Regions from separate parts of the Mus musculus genome. Here region 1 is linked to region 2. A link is a contact called in public promoter capture Hi-C data. All regions are on one chromosome and are shown on one strand. Each heading gives the region's core, a stretch centred on a gene start, on an enhancer-like site or on the middle of the called end of the contact. The rest is flanking DNA. Distances are from core to core; before and after follow the strand shown. Region 1 overlaps Fsd2 (fibronectin type III and SPRY domain containing 2). Region 2 holds the start of Ap3b2 (adaptor-related protein complex 3, beta 2 subunit).

Region 1 (2,700 bases), core at 167-2,666, 48 kb before region 2:
GAGGCCTTCACAAGTCTGTGAGGAATTGGACGTGGTGGCCACCAGGGCCTATAGGTCCCAGGAGTCTACCACATAGCACCACAAGAGGAAGCGTGGCTGCTCAGGCTTAGAGCCAGGCAGTCAGACCTGAAGCTTACAGGTCAAGGACTCCGGGAGTCCAGGGTAGCTCTGCTGGGGACTGCGGGAAGGCACTGAGCTGGGTCATGAGAATGGAAAAGGCCTTTGAGGCCGTTAGAGAGGCTGATGTAAGCCAACCAGGAGCCTGTGAAGAAGGAACGCTGTGAACTTACTGTGGACTCTGGATGGGACAGAGTGCAGAATGCTCTTCCCACAGGGGACCTTCTACAAAGAATCGCGTTAACTATGGTGAGCGAATGTACTTGGATGCAGAGACATGGAGAGGAAGCCCTGGCATGTCCATATTATCTCTGTGGGAATGGCAAAGGCCTAGGAGAAATATTGTTGGCTCTTCTTATATGCCCAAGGATGATAAAACATAGCATCTCCCTCGCTCGCTACACTTGCATCTGCTTAAGCTAACTGCAAACGTCACCTCATGTTTTGTTTGCTTAATAAGAACGAGACGTGCTTTGTTTGCACTACTTGAGCTCAGACGTTCAGAGTCCCCTGGTTATCCCACATAGATCATTGGCATTTTCCTTCAATCCACAGAGACTTATCCCTGCTGGCCGGGTCTGGTTGAGAGCCTTAGAGCCTATCATGTATTCTATGTATCTGTTCTTGCCGAGATCTGTGTGCCTATAGCCACAGCAAAGCTGGAGATAGAAGTCTGGGGAGGGGTCCAGTGATTCGGACCACCCTAGCAACTCAGGTTTCCTTTGCTGTTTATAATAACCTGGGATTGGGCCAATCCATAATGCTGGAGCCCTCGGAAGACAGGTTAGCAGCTTGGGTGATCTGAGGTGCTGTTTACTCTCATAGAACAAACTGAATCACGTGTCCCATCACTGAAGGAAAGGCTCGTCCCGCTTCAGACCTCAGCTTGCCTCTCTTCCCGCACAGACCGCAGGTTCCCTGGGAATAGGGATTATATCGGGTTTCCCAGGGTGTATAGCATCTGGGATGGAAGGAGCTTGGTTAATCTACTGAAGTGAACAAGCAGAAGTGTCTCTCTGGCCCAGAGCTGCAGCCTCCAAGATGACATCCTGTTCTCATGTCTGTACATGGGCACCATCCTGAAGACTTTGGTTGTCCATTTCAGTTGAATGGAAATGGGGTTGACAGCCACAGAAATCCAGATGGTGTAATGAGCTTGTATTCCCGTACAGTCCAACTGAAATGATCTGGATCATTCTCTGTGACAGTTGCTCCAGTAGTCACATTGAGCACAGTGTTGGGTGCTTGGGGAACCTGGCTGAGGAGCTCGGAAGGGAGCCAGCCAGACACAGACTGGCAAGCAAGCTGTGAGCTGTGGGCGACCTGCCCAGGGATCTGAGCGTCTTGGCTGAGTTGCTGTGGGTCAGAGGACAGTGGGTGTAAAAAGGGTGGCTGATGCCTGGGCTCCTGCTCACAGTTGCTCTGCTTCTTCTGTGCATAGATCTGTCGTAGGCATCCCAACCTGTGAATCCCTGATACAGCTGCAGCCTAGACACAGCTATACCATCTATGTGCGAGCCCTCAACGTGGGAGGCACCAGTGCCAGAAGTGAGCCTGCTACAGTGCACACCACAGGTCTGTAAGCCAGCCACACTCTTGGGACTCAAAATTAGCTCTCCATGTCCCTCAAGTACCAGAGGCTATCCCACTGGATCTGGGTGGCCTGTTTTTGTTGTTGTTGTTGTTGTTTGTTTGTTTGTTTTTTGAGACAGGGTTTCTCTGTGTAGCCCTGGCTGTCCTGGAACTCACTTTGTAGACCAGGCTGACCTCGAACTCAGAAATCGACCTGCCTCTGCCTCCCAAGTTGCTGGGATTAAAGGCGTGTGCCACCACTGCCCAGCAGCCTGTGTATTTCTTACTTCATGGGTTGTTTGGCTTTGTTTTTTGAGATGGGATTTTGCTTTGTGTCTCAGGCTGGTCTCGAATTTAATATGTAGTCAAGCTGACCTGGAGCTCAAGGTGATCCTTCTGCCTCAGCCTCTCCAGTGCTGGGCATTACAGGTGTGAGCCAGAACACCTGCTTTGGAAGACGGTTTTACCACATTCCCAAGAACTCCAAATAGCCAGGCTCCTGCTCCTTCTGTAAGAAGGAGCCCCTCCCCTGTTAGAAGCCAACTGAGTCTCCACTGTTCAACCTCCTCCCGACTTCCATGCTCTGTCTGACCATCCTGGGTGCTGACATCCCGTCCCATGTGCCTTCACTATGTCAGAGAACTGGCATGTCCCAGGTCCAAGTCCTAAGTAAGCAGAGACCTCATTAGAAACATCCATTGCCAAGCCCAGCCCAGCTGACCCATCCCCTGCAATGCTCTGCTAAAAATCTCCCAGAGCAATCCAGTTCAAGCCAGCTGAGTGGGTGGCCTCCAGGTGAGCGGCAGAAGCAGAGAGGCCAGCCAGTGTTTGGGAACAAATGTCCCTTCCTGAGCTCTTTCACTGAAACACTCTGAGCCTCTGTCCCTGTTCCCATTGGCAGGAGGTTAGGTCTGTGACTGGCACATTCATATTCCAGCCTCACAGATGGGAAGAGCAAGCTGGGTGTTTTGAAATTAAAGCTGCTTGCTCTGAAAAACAAACTGAACAACA
Region 2 (2,700 bases), core at 58-2,557:
GCTGGAGAGCCGCGTGCGAGAAGCTATGGACAACGATCCTCCTCCCTACCATCCCACTAGCAGCAACTGTGTGCACTTTGCACTGAACCTGTTGGGCATGGACTCAGTAAGTGCCTCTCTTCTACCTGCCCACATCCCATGCCAGCCCCAGTCTGCTAACAAAGGCACCTAACCAACTTGCTCCAGCATAATTCAGATGATTCCCCTCTCCACTACACCCAGACCAGGTTCCTTTCATCTTAAACTCTTTACTCTGGCAATCTAAAGTCCCCAGAATAGGTGTACCTATTTTTGAAGTTACACACTTTGAAACCCTTTAGCGCCAGGTAGACCTCAGGCTACTGTTCTTAGATCCTGAGCAGATATATTTACTGAACATGACCGATCTCCAACCCAGGGGCTGCTCCAACTCCATCCTTCTTTTTGCAGTAGAACTTTCTATTGATCCAAAGTCCGCCTTTCTCAGTTCCATCCTTTTCCAAACAGTCCACCAATTCTGATCTTAGAGAATTGGGACCCTAGTCTACAAATCTCGGTCCTTGGGAATACTTCCATTCTATGAGCCTGGCCAGGAGTTCCCAATCACTCAACCTCATGTCCAAAATCTAGACCAAAGATAAACAATTCACCATCAGCCTAGTCCAGGGTGTTCTCTCTAATCCAGAACTAGCTACAATCCTTCTTCTTGCTTTCCTTCCTTCCTTCCTTCCTTCCTTCCTTCCTTCCTTCCTTCCTTCCTCCCTTCCTTCCTTCCTTGGGTCTTAGGAGCTAAGCTTGATAAATCACAAAGTCCTGGAGACCTGGCAATTACACCAGACCCTAACTCAATCTGTTCGTCTTCTTTCCCTTCTAGATGTCAATGGACAGGAACCTAACCAGTGATTAATGTGACCTTGGGTCCTCCTGAATGGGCCAAAAGAGGTTTCAGAAGGGATCATTAAAGTATTTTCCCAAACGTAATTAGGATGTTGGAGGTTCTCTTTACTCCACCTAGAACTGATTTGCTCCCAGAATGCCCTTAGCACTTGCTTCCTGGGTCAGCCTCCTCTTAAATTCCACTTCTTCCAGGAAGTTGCTATGATTCCCAGTGAGTAAGCAGGTTATCCTCAGAGGGATTTAGACTGTGTGAAAAAGGATGGAAAGGTACCCACCCCTAAATCTCCAAGGTAGATGTTCCAACCCAGGCCTGCGAGTATGGCCTTCTTTCAGTGTCCCTCACGTCCCCCTCTCTCACTGCATGGGTGGGCGGGTCCGTGGAGGTCAGGTGATCGGGAGGGCGGAGGCAGGAGGTCCGCATCCCTCCAAAGACTATACAGTCATCAGCCCTGCAGCCTTGCTCACTGTGAGAGACCTTTAGATGCTTGCAGTTGCCAGAGAGTTCTGAGAGATTGGGACAGGGCAGGCGCTGTTCCTCCGTCCCCTGTCAGCTCACCCCAACCCTGCACTCCGCGGGTGGTGCCGGTCCCTTTAAGAACCTTAGCGCTCAGCCCTGATTGCTGAATCTGCGCGCTGCCTCCGCCGCGCAGATTGCAGCTCCGCAGAGCTAGGCGTGCATCCCATTCCTCGACCAAAGCCCAACCCGGCCGCTCAGCCACCCCTCAGCGCAGATCCATGTCGGCCGCTCCGGCCTACAGCGAAGACAAGGGCGGCTCAGCCGGTCCCGGGGAGCCAGAATATGGCCACGACCCGGCGAGCGGCGGTATCTTCTCCTCGGACTACAAGCGGTGAGCTAGCGAGCGCCGGCCGGGTGCGGCTGGCGCGCAGGCACCATGGACAGCGCCCGCGAGGCTGCGGCCCTGCCGACCCAGACCCGCCCTGCGCGCTTCCCGGGGTTCCCGCAGCAGGGCCACTTCGCCTTTAGCTACGAAGGGGCGGGGGACCCAAGGCTGGTGGGGGAGGGACCAGACAGGCGGGGTCCTTATGGAACAGCTGCGATGATGTTTGCAGCCTTTTATTCGCTGGCTCAAAGAGAAACCAAAACAAAACCCCCAAAACCAATTCCGTAGGGGACGGGTCTGAATTGGGGAACTGGAGTTTGAGTGTGGTCCACTCCAGGAAGCCGGCCCTGGATGTAGACTGAGAAACTGGCTCCTCCTGCAAATTAATTTCTCCATCTTTCCCCAACCCCCACATTGCCCTATGATTCAGCCCTACTTGGTTTGAATCTTACCTTTGACTCATTCATTTATTTGTTCATAAATTCAATAGCACATTAATTAAAGGCCTGTGGACCTGTTAGTCACGGAACGGAGTAGTGAACAGGAGCCAATAGATTGTTCCAACCGGGAGCACAATTGTAGCCCTGACAATTCAAGGGTCAGGAGTGGGAGTGCAAGACATGTTCCATTTCAGGGAGGAAGGTACTCTCGTGTTAGAAATGGGTCTGGGGTCTCAGGGAAATCACCACACAATCCAGAGCACAAGGCGCAAGCGAATGCACTTCTTCAGAAGGGTCACTCAACCAGGCAGGTTCACCGAGTGCGAGTCCCACTGGATTTTTATTACTAATGATCGGGTGACCCTGTTCCTTACCCTGCATGGTCAGTGCTAGGCCTCACATGCTCAAGCAGCTGCAAACAGCAACAAACCCTTAAAAGTCAGTCAACTGATATGCAAAGTGCAACTTTTGAGAACAGGATGCAGCTGTGAGCACATACTTTGATCTTAGACAAATGTTAGGCTGTGAGCCTGTCCAAAATT

What was found. Promoter capture Hi-C pulls out the DNA fragments that hold promoters and counts their contacts.
Region 1: a contact with region 2 is called in a promoter capture Hi-C map of liver, with 1.7 times the contacts expected there. The contact joins the enhancer-like site here to the promoter of Ap3b2 in region 2. A contact is called at or near these places in 7 of 39 promoter capture datasets (the 3T3-L1 cell line, cranial neural crest, embryonic stem cells and 3 more), 3 of 484 Hi-C or Micro-C datasets (B cells, cerebral cortex and embryonic stem cells), 3 of 115 datasets of contacts at active chromatin or transcription factors (double positive thymocytes and embryonic stem cells) and 3 of 9 other capture datasets (adipose tissue, liver and pancreatic islet).

The regions. Positions count from the first base shown.
Region 1 is chr7:81,541,032-81,543,731 of GRCm38.p6, reverse strand. It overlaps Fsd2 (fibronectin type III and SPRY domain containing 2), which reads left to right. Exons shown (of 13, transcript NM_172904.2): 10 at 1,559-1,692. Among named protein-coding and RNA genes, the nearest start is that of Mir1839, 12 kb to the right of the region's middle. Within about 2 kb of position 1,416, at least 28 of the 459 cell types and tissues checked have an H3K27ac peak or open chromatin away from gene starts, as enhancers often do. A contact at or near this core is called in adipose tissue, cerebral cortex, hippocampal neurons and 1 more, where this site is marked.
Region 2 is chr7:81,492,532-81,495,231 of GRCm38.p6, reverse strand. It overlaps Ap3b2 (adaptor-related protein complex 3, beta 2 subunit), which reads left to right and starts at 1,307. Exons shown (of 26, transcript NM_021492.3): 1 at 1,307-1,724. The coding sequence starts at 1,612. BC048679 (cDNA sequence BC048679) reads left to right here. Exons shown (of 6, transcript NM_001193274.1): 5 at 1-106; 6 at 854-958. The coding sequence ends at 886.